Regions from separate parts of the Mus musculus genome. Here all the other regions are linked to region 1. Evidence: chromatin contacts called from public promoter capture Hi-C data. All regions are on one chromosome and are shown on one strand. The core of a region is the stretch at or near the end of the contact, and the rest is flanking DNA. Distances in the headings are between cores, read along the strand shown. Region 1 holds the start of Enpp3 (ectonucleotide pyrophosphatase/phosphodiesterase 3). Region 2 holds the start of Arhgap18 (Rho GTPase activating protein 18). Region 3 holds the start of Tmem200a (transmembrane protein 200A). Region 4 holds the start of Rps12 (ribosomal protein S12).

Region 1 (2,660 bases), core at 116-2,615:
ATTGAAACCCAGTGTCTCTAGAGAAAGAGTAGGAAGTGTCCTGGGGAAAGAAACCTGAGCCTGTGTGCCTGCCCACAGGTGCCTCAGGAAGAAAAAGAAAAGAACAATCTAAAAATACATTTAGGACCCAGATTTAGCTCCCAAGGGGTTTGATTCCTTGAGTGACAAACTAAGACAAAGGTAAGGGCAAGAAAGCCGCAAGGAGGGCTGTGTAAGTCCTGGAAAGATAAACTCTGAGGAGCTACTGAGGATTTGTTGTCCTCACGGGTCATAGCTACAAACTGCTTGACCTTTCTTGGGAAACAGAAAGGAGAGCTGACATATGTTAGCCCGAGGAATCTGAGAGCAGCTGCAGCCAGCCAGATGTGAAAAAAAATACTGCATTTGGTTTTGGCTGGAGGTGCTGGGTGAGTAGTCAGGCAGGAGACATCCAAAAAGAAGTCGGAGATGATGGTGGCTTGGGTTGGGGGAAGGTATCATTTAACATCTCAGGGGAACACACAGATTGCCTAAAGAAAAGATCACTGGGTAAGAAGGATGTAGAGTGAGGTCTTGAGTAACATTCAATGAAGATAAAGATAAGTCCGTCAAAAAGCAAGTATGTCTTGGAAACGAGCGTTTCAAGATTATCCAGGAAGCAGGGGGAGAGAACGTTTTAAAAAAGAAAGAAAAAGATAAAACCCTCAACAACATTCATGTATTGTTAGGGACATTCAGATAGGAAACAGGGGAGGGGGGTGGATTAGTCTCTAAAGGAGCACTTAATTCATATGGGGGGGGGGAACAGAGCAAAGTGAGGAAGGAAGCAAAAGAAGTAATCTCCACATGGTAAATAAACAGAATGAAATGTTGATAAAGATCAACAGATCCTTAAGACGTATGTGTCAAGTGATTTCAGTTGCTAAATTCTTGCTCGTACAGTATTCGTACCAGTCAAAAATTGCTTGCGCTCTAATTATAAACACGTGGAAAACAAAATCAGTCCAGCACGGTCTCAGATTTCTGTCAGAAATGCTGGACACAATAACTTAGCATTCTAACCTAAATTGCAACACAAACAAACCTAATGCTGGACACAATTACTTCACATTCTGACTTAATAGCGACACAAGCAAGCCTAAGTGGGAAGGCAGGCACTTCAATCTGCCACCAAGCTTGTAAGACTAAAATGAACAGTTTTGCTTACCACACAAAGGATCTTGTATTTCTTGAGACTGTCTTTCTTAATGGGCTCCTCTGTGGCTAATGCTAGCCTGGAATCCATTGTTCCCGTAGCTGTGTAAACCTGTCTAGCCAGAAAATAAGGCTCTTTCTTCCCTCTGGGGAGGGAAAAAGGAACTGTCCTGCCTGCCCCAGCTGTGACTGACTTTTAAATCCGGGAGAAAAGCAGAGCTCTGTAGCGATTGGTCAATTGAAGAGGGAAAAGCCTTGTTAACAAACAGCGTTGCCCACAGAATAAAGTCCATTTCTCTCTCGGACATTGTGGACAGCAGTTCTTTACAGCTTTAGAAGTAATAATGCATACTAATCGGGATATGTAGATAGCAAGAATAGAATATTAATCACACTTATAAAAAGCTACTCATTTGTTTTGTTTTTGTCTGTGGAAAGAACTTGTGTCACTTCTTATCTCCTAAGCACCAGGATTACATCATGTGTCCCCCAATTTACAAATTGCTGGGAACTGAATCCATGGCTTCATACCAGCTGAGCTCCACCCCAGCTCGGTTGCTTTCTGGGTTTTGTTTCTGTTTGTGTGTTTGGCAGTATCATATACCATGTTAGTCAGAGTGGTTTTCCAAGCCCTCCTATCTCAATCTTCCAAAGGCTGACAAGAAGCCCTGTACAGGGAGTTTGTACATCCATATAGATGTCATGCTGCAGTTGCAAGCTAGTACATTTATTAAAGGACTGGAGGACTGGAGAGACAGCTCAGCAGTCATGAGCTCTTGCTTGCTTCTGCAGAGAAAGTTCAGATCTCAGCACCTCTGTCAGGCTGCTCAGCAGTTCCAGCTCCGGGGACCCGATTTCCTCCTCTGTCCTCCAAGGCCCCCTGCACTCATACACACACACACACCCCGCCCCCAACATACACACACACACACAATATACATTAAGTAATTAAAACAAAATAAAATGTGTTTGATTATAATAGAAATTCTGAAACTACTATAAAGATTTTTTTAATTATGAGAGGAGTGTATCTTACATTTTAGAATGTCTACAGTTTAAGAATTATTTTAAAGCAAACGACAAAATAGTATGTGTGGTGGTTTGATAGGAAGGGCTCCCATAAGCTTATATATTTGAGTGCTTAGTCACCAGAGAGTGGCGCTATTTCTAGGAATCAGATGGATTAAGAGGTGTAGTCTTGTTGGAAAAAGTGTGTCCCTTGAGGGTGGGATTTGAAGTTTCAAAAGTCCACTGTCTCCTCCCCCTCTTCCCCCACCCCCCTCTCTCTCAGTCTCAGTAGATAGATGGAGAAATAAATAGATAGATAGGTAGGTAGATAGATAGATAGATAGATAGATAGATAGATAGATAGATAGATAGATAGATAGAGGGATGGATAGATATATTCCTACCTATGGATCAGGATGCAAAACTCTCCAAAGCTACTTCTCCAGTACTGTCCAGTACTGTCTTCTCCAGTACTGTGC
Region 2 (2,660 bases), core at 97-2,596, 1.9 Mb after region 1:
TGCAAATCAGTAACCAGCCCAACAACAACAGCAGCAGCAGCAGCAGCAGCAGCAGCAGCAAGGTATGGTTCTAAGAATAGCACTTGGGGACAGAAATAGGAAAATCTATGGTTTGAGACCAGCCTGGTCTACACAGAAAGTTCCAGGCCAGCCAGGGCTATTTCATCTAAATGTGTGTTGTGTGTGTGTCTCTGTGTGTGTGTGTGTGTAAAATAATAAAATATATATCAAGCAAAATGTTTCAATTGAGATTGTCACATATATCAAAGAGCAAGAATTTTTGTTTTTAATTTTTAGGACTAGGAAACCCAGAAAATGATTTTTTAAAACTGATGTTTGAACTTGCTTTTTTCAGTTGACTAAACAAGGCGGTATCTAGGTGGGCATCTCCTGGCACTTACTATCTTATTTTGGTCAAGATATTTCACCTGTCCACTGGCTATACTCTTTCTAATAATATTCTCTCTCTCTCTCTCTCTCTCTCTCTCTCTCTCTCTCTCTCTCTGTGTGTGTGTGTGTGTGTGTGTGTGTGTGTGTGTGTGTGTGTATCTGTGTCTGGCACAAGCTGGAGTATTCTTGGGCATACCCCCAACCCCACCACTGGAAAGTAATAGGTTCTCAGCAAATGTTGGAACTTCTTATTTTGACTATTAACTTTTTTTTTTTTTTTTTGGTTTTTCGAGACAGGGTTTCTCTGTATAGCCCTGGCTGTCCTAAAACTCTGTAGACCAGGCTGGCCTCGAACTCAAAAATCTGCCTGCCTCTGCTGGGATTAAAGGCCTGCGCTACCAAGCCCAGCTGACTGTTAACTTTTAACAGGCATTAGGTAGACAGTTTAAAGTTTATTTTTCCCAAATAGTGTTTGATTAAAAAAAAAAAAAAAAAAAAAAAAAAAAAAAAAAAAAAAAAAAGGTGTGCTTGATATTGCAGGGCACACAATAACACAGTATATTTTGTAGCGGAAAGCAAAGCCTTTCTGGTGGGCCAGATGGCATTGTGACCTTTGATTGGGCTTCTTGGTTTGGCTGTGGTGAATGTCGAATGCCTGAAGGGGTTAAGGAATGCCTTCCTTGAGTGATGCGAAGCAGCAGAAATAATCAGGTAGTAGTAACACATGGGGAAGGGAAAAGACTCTGTCCTAACCACGGTTTCCTCAGGCCCCCTTAACAACTGCTGCTGCTGCAGCGGCGGCTGCTGCAGCCTGGGATTGCCGGGTTTAAACAAAGCTGTGAGTCACACACAGCCTGTAACTGCAGGGCCAGGAAGCTCTGCGGGAGAGGCCACGCCTCTCTCCCTGTGAATCGCTGGCCCGGACAGGGGAGGGGCTGGCCCTTGCTAATGAGCAAGTTGGTCAGGCGAGACAGGAACTTCATTCCCCTCTGTGTCAGAATCCCAGAAATTATGCCCCTTCTCTCACCATGAACTGGCTATCGAGTTCCTCGGGAGTTGTGCTAACTGCTTACCACCCCAGCGGCAAGGACCAGGTCGCTGGGGACAGCCATGTAAAGGGAGGCGACGAAGCCACCTCCAGGTAAGGAGGAAAAACAAAAACCCTCTACCTGCCCAAGGAACAAAGTGACAGGGAAGTTGTCAAGAGCGGAGAGAATCACCTCTGTACTTGAAGCCTGACCTGACGCTGCAACATAGGCGGTTGGCTAGTTCTTTGCATCTCATTTACTCGAGTGCAAGAGCCCTTCTGGTTACCAGTGGAGGATGGGGGGAGTCGGGGGCGGGGGTGTGTGGGAGGTGACTCTGTGGCGCTCCGACCAGTTGCTTAGCAGGTGCATGTGCAAATACTGACTGATCAAATGACTGTATCGGAAACACTCTCTGGGAGATGGAATTCTTGAATGGGCTCAAAACGCCGCTGGAACTGTTAGCTGGGAAAGTCTGCCAAATAGCAGGGAGGCTGGTCACTCTTCTTGCTGTTTTGAGAGTGGCACCCTCCTCCTCTCTCTGAAAGCAGACCGCTTGGGCAAAATGCCCAAGTCAGTGGCCTGTGGCTGTGCTGTTCGCATTCTTCAGTGTGTGTAGATTACTCGCACAGCCAAACACACCCCTCCCTGCACTCTTGGGATTTCAAAGGGGAGTTTTTGTCAGCAGGCAGTAAGTACTCTGTTGGTAGAAGGAGCGTGGTTAATGTAAAATCACTTTATAGGCAGATAGGGCAAACGTTCTATAGACCATTGAGTCGCAGAGTCCTCTCTGCCTCTCTGTGTACTTTGTTCTGTTTTTCAAGGTTGGTTTTTCCCCTGCCTCTTCCTTTCTCGCCTTAATGACCTTCTCCCTAGCTGAAACCAGTAATCTCCAGTCTTAGATAGAAATTGCAAACATTGGCCTGGAAGATTGAAAAAAAAAAGTTATCAGTAAGTCCAATTCCATCTTGATATTAAAGGTGATAATGAACACTTTATTGTTCCTGGGTACTTCACGCCTGTGCCTTCCAAAGAAAAGAATGCCTTCTTTCATTGGTTTCCCAAATCCTTAACCGCGTGGGGCGTGTGAAAAATCAAAGGAAAGGTTAGACCTTGCCTGGGGAACTTTGCTTCTTACTTGTTGCCCTCTGTATGGAGGCCATTGGATAAACTCATTTCCAAAGTTCAAAGGGAGTGGTTGCTTTGGGGCTACACATGTAACCATTTTGTTTCCTTTGAGATTTA
Region 3 (2,660 bases), core at 45-2,544, 1.2 Mb after region 1:
CGAGTCCTTTCTTAGGCAGTCTGTGGGGAGGAGAGTCGTGCTGAAGCCTATAGACAATTACCCCTCTTCGTTTTGCTTATGCAGGTAGGATCACACTGAAATACTGATCTAGGGAACCCTGTTCACACTTTTGTCTACCATAAATTAACGCCGTAGACCCTCACAAAGATTGCTGACTCTGGAACCTTAGACAAAGGAGGGTGTAGCTCCAAGACGCGAAGCCAGGCGCTCTCAGAAGCCGGCTGCTCACAGGCTGCCCCGCACCACCTCTCCTGTACTCTGGAGACCAAGAAGTCTGGAACTGATGGAGGACTTGGTTCATTCCCCCAAACTTTGGGAGTCATTGTTTCCCCTAACTCTGCGGGCTAAAGCGGAGGGGAGGAGAAGGGGTTTCAGAAACCCGGGGTACAGCTGCAGGGCTCGCCCACCCACCTCTGCACGCCCCGCAGCACCCTGGTGGTCCACTCACCTGTCCTGAGCGCCTGGTCTCGGGGCTCCGGTGGCCTCTCCGGGCTCTTCGCTCTCACAGCTGTCGCGACAGCGTGCGCCTCCGGGGACCAGCGAGGGAGGCGGCGGGGTCGGGGGCGTCAGGAGGAATCTGGGCAGCTGCGGGCAGCCACGGTCTCACTCCCCATCCCCGTGGGGCTCCGGCTGAGGACGCGGTGCGGTCACCAAAGGAAGATGAGTCAGGCCGGGGTGCGGGCGCCCTGACTCGCGCATCTGGGGGACGCGGCCGCCGCCATCGGACGAGCGCAGCCCCTATCCTTCTAGGGTACCGGTGACCGAGGCCAGGGCAAAAGATCGCAGCTAAGGCGTCTCCGCCGCCGCCAAGAAAGACAAAAGGAATGCGGGGCTCGAGGGAAAGTTTTGGGCTTGGTTCCTGATGAATTCTAGCCCCCGAAGCCGCCAAGAGGAGGATCGGGGGCGAGGGCGGGACGGGCTTCCCGGAGCGTCGCCAGCAGCCGGGGACCCAGACGGTGCTAATCGCACCGCCGCCCACGACCCGTGGGAACTCCGCCGGCCCAGTCGCCAAGCTGTGCAAGAGCTGCGTGCAGGACCCACCCTTCCCCCCGGACCCCAACCCAGCTACCCGGCGCCCTGGCTGCAAAGTTGTACTTCTAGCGCCGGGATGGCGCCCATACAAAACCCATTTGGGGAACAAAGTACCGCTTCCAGGCGATCTGCTTCATCTGAAGGCCAGCGGGCGGAAGCGGACACACCCACTCGCTTCTCATCACCGTCGGACGCGAGTTCCAGAACGGGAGATACCTGCCCCTCCTGTCTCAATAAGAACTGGGGATCCCCGGCGGACTCTGTATTTTCTGGAAGAAGGATCCATAGGCCCCTCGGTTCCACGCCCCTCGGATGCTTTCTTATCAGATGCAGCCTGGGAGGGTCGGGGTCCCCCTGGCGGCTGCACGAGTGCTGTGCTAACAAAGTCAGACCTGGACCCCCAAGAGATACTGCACTCCTAGCCCTCAGAGGGTTTAAGCTGCTGGGAAGTTAGTTCCAGTAGAGCAGACTGGTTGGGAAGGGTTCTGGGCATGGGGTTGTGAGGGGCAGGGGCTAATTGTATCCTAAGATGATGAGTCTGAGGCTAAGCTCCAGATATCAAATCCAATGAAGGCTTCAAGTTACCAAAAATTATCAGTGAGAAAAAAAAAAACATGTCCTGTCCATAGAATGAAATAATTGAAATAATAGTCACGTGCAATTCTGCAAGGGACCAAAGCGCCCACTCTGGCTGAAGATCAAGTCAGTAAATAAAGTTTCGTATTCAAATTACTGCGTTGGAGTGTGCAGTGTACAGCAACCGTAGCTGAGCTATGGTTTTGTAAATCCATGAGTTTCTTGGATTTTTTTTTTAACTCATAGGCAAGAGGCAAATATTCTGCTCTGGTGTGTATCTATTTCAATGTGTCAGCTACTGGATTCTGTGGGGAAAAAATCTAGACTCAAGAAAATAAGGCAACCCGTAGAGGCCAGACAGGTCATTAAGATGACACTGGCAATGGAGAAAGACTGTAAAAACGGGCAATAGTGGTTTTAAAAAAAAAATCTTGCTTCAGTATGGAGGTTAAATACTTTTTCTGAAATTTCAGGACCAAATGCTTAAAAAAAAAAAAAAAAGAAAAAAAGAAAGAAAGTAGATGGGATGGGGTAGGAGAAATGAGTCACCTTGTAAGCCATCTGTGGTTTTCTTTTCCTTCCACCTTCATGTGGCTAGTTCTCTTGGCCCAAAGCCATTTGATCAGTTCTCTGAGGTTTTCTAGCACATTTGTCAAGGAACCTTATTAATCGTGTGAGCCTAGTAAGGTTCTACTCGTTGTACAAGAATGCCCTGACTCTTCCTTTCTCCTCAAAGCTCCCAAGAGAACACACTTCCTAGCAAGCCTTCCTGACTTGTAAAGGGGTGGGTAATAGGTTCCTCCCATCCTGCTCTTTTAATGTAGCACAGTGTCTACAATGTACAGGGAAACATTTAAAATGGCAATCCAGACATCACAGGCATCACATGTCCAGGCAGTCTTCAAAGAGAGGCTGATGAGGAAAGACTTCGGGAAAAGATCTAGACTCATTCTTATCACCACTGATCACAATTACCAATCTGAACTTATATTCCAGTTATTCAGTCAAAGAAGAAGGAAGAAGGTGAACTA
Region 4 (2,660 bases), core at 44-2,543, 1.0 Mb before region 1:
TTTGGTGCTCAGCACAAAGTGCCTCCACCAGCTTGACATACATGGGCTCATCACAGTTGGATGCGAGCACACACAGATGGGCTTGGCGCCTAAAATGCAAAACTCAAAGGTGAAACCTTCAAGGGTCTTCACTGTGCTAGTAAACCTGACCACACAGGATTTACTGTACCAAACTGCAGACTAGCCATTCACTTTCCCTGTACAAACTTAGATACCAATACCACACATTATAATAGGAAACCTATTTATGGCCAAAGGAAACTATGACCACTTTCAGGGTATTTCCAACTTGAAAGCTGATCCAAAGCAGTCCTGTGCAGGAAGCACTGTAAATATTCACAACAGCATCCAAAATCACCTGACTTTACCTCAAACAGTAGAATACACGTGCATAAGCCTAATAAACCATGCATGTTCTCAAGTCTCCCGGATATAGCTAGATTTCCCCGACACCACAATATTGTCGTTTAAGTATTTGCAAACTAAATAATGATGCCCCCCCCTTTTCCATCTTCTAGCAAAACTACCGGACTATCTATCCCCACGAGCTACAGGTTTGTCAGACTAGCTGTTTCTCACCCATGAACGGGGTGAAGGGGTATCCGACAATTCAAGTCATCATGCAAACACTGTAGCTTTACAAAACTACTGCTCGTCATCCCCGATCCACACAGCAACCCACACATCCTAAGTGGGCTAGAGTTGATACCTTTTCCTAGGTTTCCTGCTGGCCGGATGACATTCAGAACTTTTGTGCTAACAGCATGAACTTCACGCTCTCTTCCCTTGGCTGCTGCAGTCTTTGTTCCGGCTGCAACACCCCACAGTATTGAGACTGAGACACGTACTTGTCTAAGGCTTTGGCAGCTTCGCGTATGCCACGTGCTAGGCCATCGTGGATGAGGGCGGTCTTCAGCACCTCTTGTAGAGCAGTGTTGACGTCCATTACACCTCCAGCAGCTATGCTGGAATGCAGACAGAGACGTTAGGACCCTCGGCAGGCTAGGGATGGGGAACTAGCATGGAGAAAAGCCCAGACCAGCGCCGCCCGCGGGAGGCCCACGCCCCACTCGCTCACCCTTCCTCGGCCATGGCGGTGAATCACGGGTGACGCCGAATCTTGAACGCACTGAAAGACAAAACATCAGTAAATCGCCCGTTAAGACCCAAGTACTTCACTTTTGAAGCCAAGGCGCAGTAGACACGCTATCGCCGGCGCACGAGCTGGGATCACACTCACCCCGAGCTTCCGCCTCCGCGCAAGTCGGCGGCGGCAGGGGAAAAGGCCGGCGGTGGCCGCATGACGGTATTTAAGCGCTCCGCTCGACTTCTGTGCGCATGTGCAACTCCTCCCACTAAAGAGGTGGCTCCGGTGGTGCCGTGCCTTAGGAGTTTCCACTTCCGCCTTTAGGAGCGTCCGTGGTAAGAACGCGGCTGGATTTCTAGCAGGCATCGCAGCGGGCAGCCTTTGCCCAGGGGGCGTGGACCACAGAGGTCCCACGATCCGCTCCTACGGAACACGAGAGGAGCCAAACTACTGCCGTTTTCTTCGCTGCTGAATTACTTTGTTTTAAGCAGTTTTTCCACGTCTTATCGTGAAGTTTCCTGTTGCCAATACTGGCCGATTAGGCTGAGTGTGTCCACATTTTGGTCCTTTGGTTTTTAGCCTCTCTGAGTGGCTGTGATTTGTGTATGATCACAAACCCCACTGCTTTGCAACGTGTTTAAGCAGACCTTGCGGCCAGGTCAGATCCCGGTCTGAATGCAACCGGTTCTGAATGAACATTTAGGTAATGACCCTAGTTTTTTTCCCGAGTCGCAGCTTCGCAGACACTGGATCCCTGAGGTACATGTTAAACTCTCACTGTGGATCTGTCACTAAATTCCACCGAGGATTCGGCTACCAGGAGTGGAACTCCAGAATCTTAAAGCCAGTTCCCGCCTACGCCGACAAATGCATTTTAATTTCGAAGGAATCACTCGCTCTTCTACTTCCAAAGCAAATACACAAGACATCTCTCTCAGAAGATATCCCCGAAGCCAACCAGAGCTTCTGATGGCCAACCTGGTGGATACAGTGATCATTGTCGGGCTCATGAATTTCATGAGGATATAAGAAAGTTGATGGAAGTTTTAGCTTTTCCAATAAACGTTTGGGTTTCACCCCTAAAGCCTCATGCTTGCTTCCTTACCCCTGCAATTCAAAAAAGTATTTAATAGGTGGTTAGTTTCTGTGGGCGTATTTCTGCCAGTGTCTATGGTGCTGTTTTAAAGATGAGAGACGGCGGACACTTAAAAGTCTGCATTTTAAAAGATAAAGCTAGTATTTTAGCCAAAGAGTAACATACCAGAATGCCACGGTGCTGGGGAGTGGAGATGATGTGGGAACGCAGGGGATTTGGAGTTTATGGCAGCATTTAAAAGAGGTTTTAACTAGAGTTCCAGCCAGGTAAGTGCAGGAAGAATATTCAGACAGGAAGAGAGAGCAGGAAGGCACACGTGCCTTTTGGCTGTTTTGGAAGTGATTTTGAAACATTACACAGTCGGAAAAGAATGTGGTTAAGTAGAGTTTAAGTAGTTTCCTTAGTATAAGGCTATTAAAAGTTAATGTGTCAAACCATACATAAGTTGCAAGACTTTCATCCCAGCACCTGAGAAGC

Evidence for each region. Promoter capture Hi-C pulls out the DNA fragments that hold promoters and counts their contacts.
Region 2: a contact with region 1 is called in a promoter capture Hi-C map of pre-B cells, with 8 times the contacts expected there. The contact joins the promoter of Arhgap18 here to the promoter of Enpp3 in region 1. A contact is called at or near these places in 3 of 39 promoter capture datasets (hippocampal neurons, liver and pre-B cells).
Region 3: a contact with region 1 is called in a promoter capture Hi-C map of hippocampal neurons, with 6 times the contacts expected there. The contact joins the promoter of Tmem200a here to the promoter of Enpp3 in region 1. A contact is called at or near these places in 3 of 39 promoter capture datasets (the C10 cell line, hippocampal neurons and maxillary cranial neural crest).
Region 4: a promoter capture Hi-C map of pre-B cells shows a contact between it and region 1, with 6 times the contacts expected there. The contact joins the promoter of Rps12 here to the promoter of Enpp3 in region 1. A contact is called at or near these places in 2 of 39 promoter capture datasets (liver and pre-B cells) and 1 of 115 datasets of contacts at active chromatin or transcription factors (embryonic stem cells).

The regions. Positions count from the first base shown.
Region 1 is chr10:24,834,830-24,837,489 of GRCm38.p6, forward strand. Enpp3 (ectonucleotide pyrophosphatase/phosphodiesterase 3) reads right to left here and starts at 1,366. Exons shown (of 25, transcript NM_134005.2): 1 at 1,187-1,366. The coding sequence starts at 1,264.
Region 2 is chr10:26,771,166-26,773,825 of GRCm38.p6, forward strand. Arhgap18 (Rho GTPase activating protein 18) reads left to right here and starts at 1,347. Exons shown (of 15, transcript NM_176837.2): 1 at 1,347-1,531. The coding sequence starts at 1,419.
Region 3 is chr10:26,077,669-26,080,328 of GRCm38.p6, forward strand. Tmem200a (transmembrane protein 200A) reads right to left here and starts at 1,295. Exons shown (of 3, transcript NM_001358814.1): 1 at 1,168-1,295; 2 at 470-651. It overlaps Gm9767 (predicted gene 9767), which reads left to right and starts at 587. Exons shown (of 1, transcript NR_028030.2): 1 at 587-1,779.
Region 4 is chr10:23,785,916-23,788,575 of GRCm38.p6, forward strand. It overlaps Rps12 (ribosomal protein S12), which reads right to left and starts at 1,294. Exons shown (of 6, transcript NM_011295.6): 1 at 1,241-1,294; 2 at 1,079-1,129; 3 at 849-965; 4 at 1-89. The coding sequence starts at 1,092. It overlaps LOC115487513 (a small nucleolar RNA gene), which reads right to left and starts at 628; the gene lies at 555-628.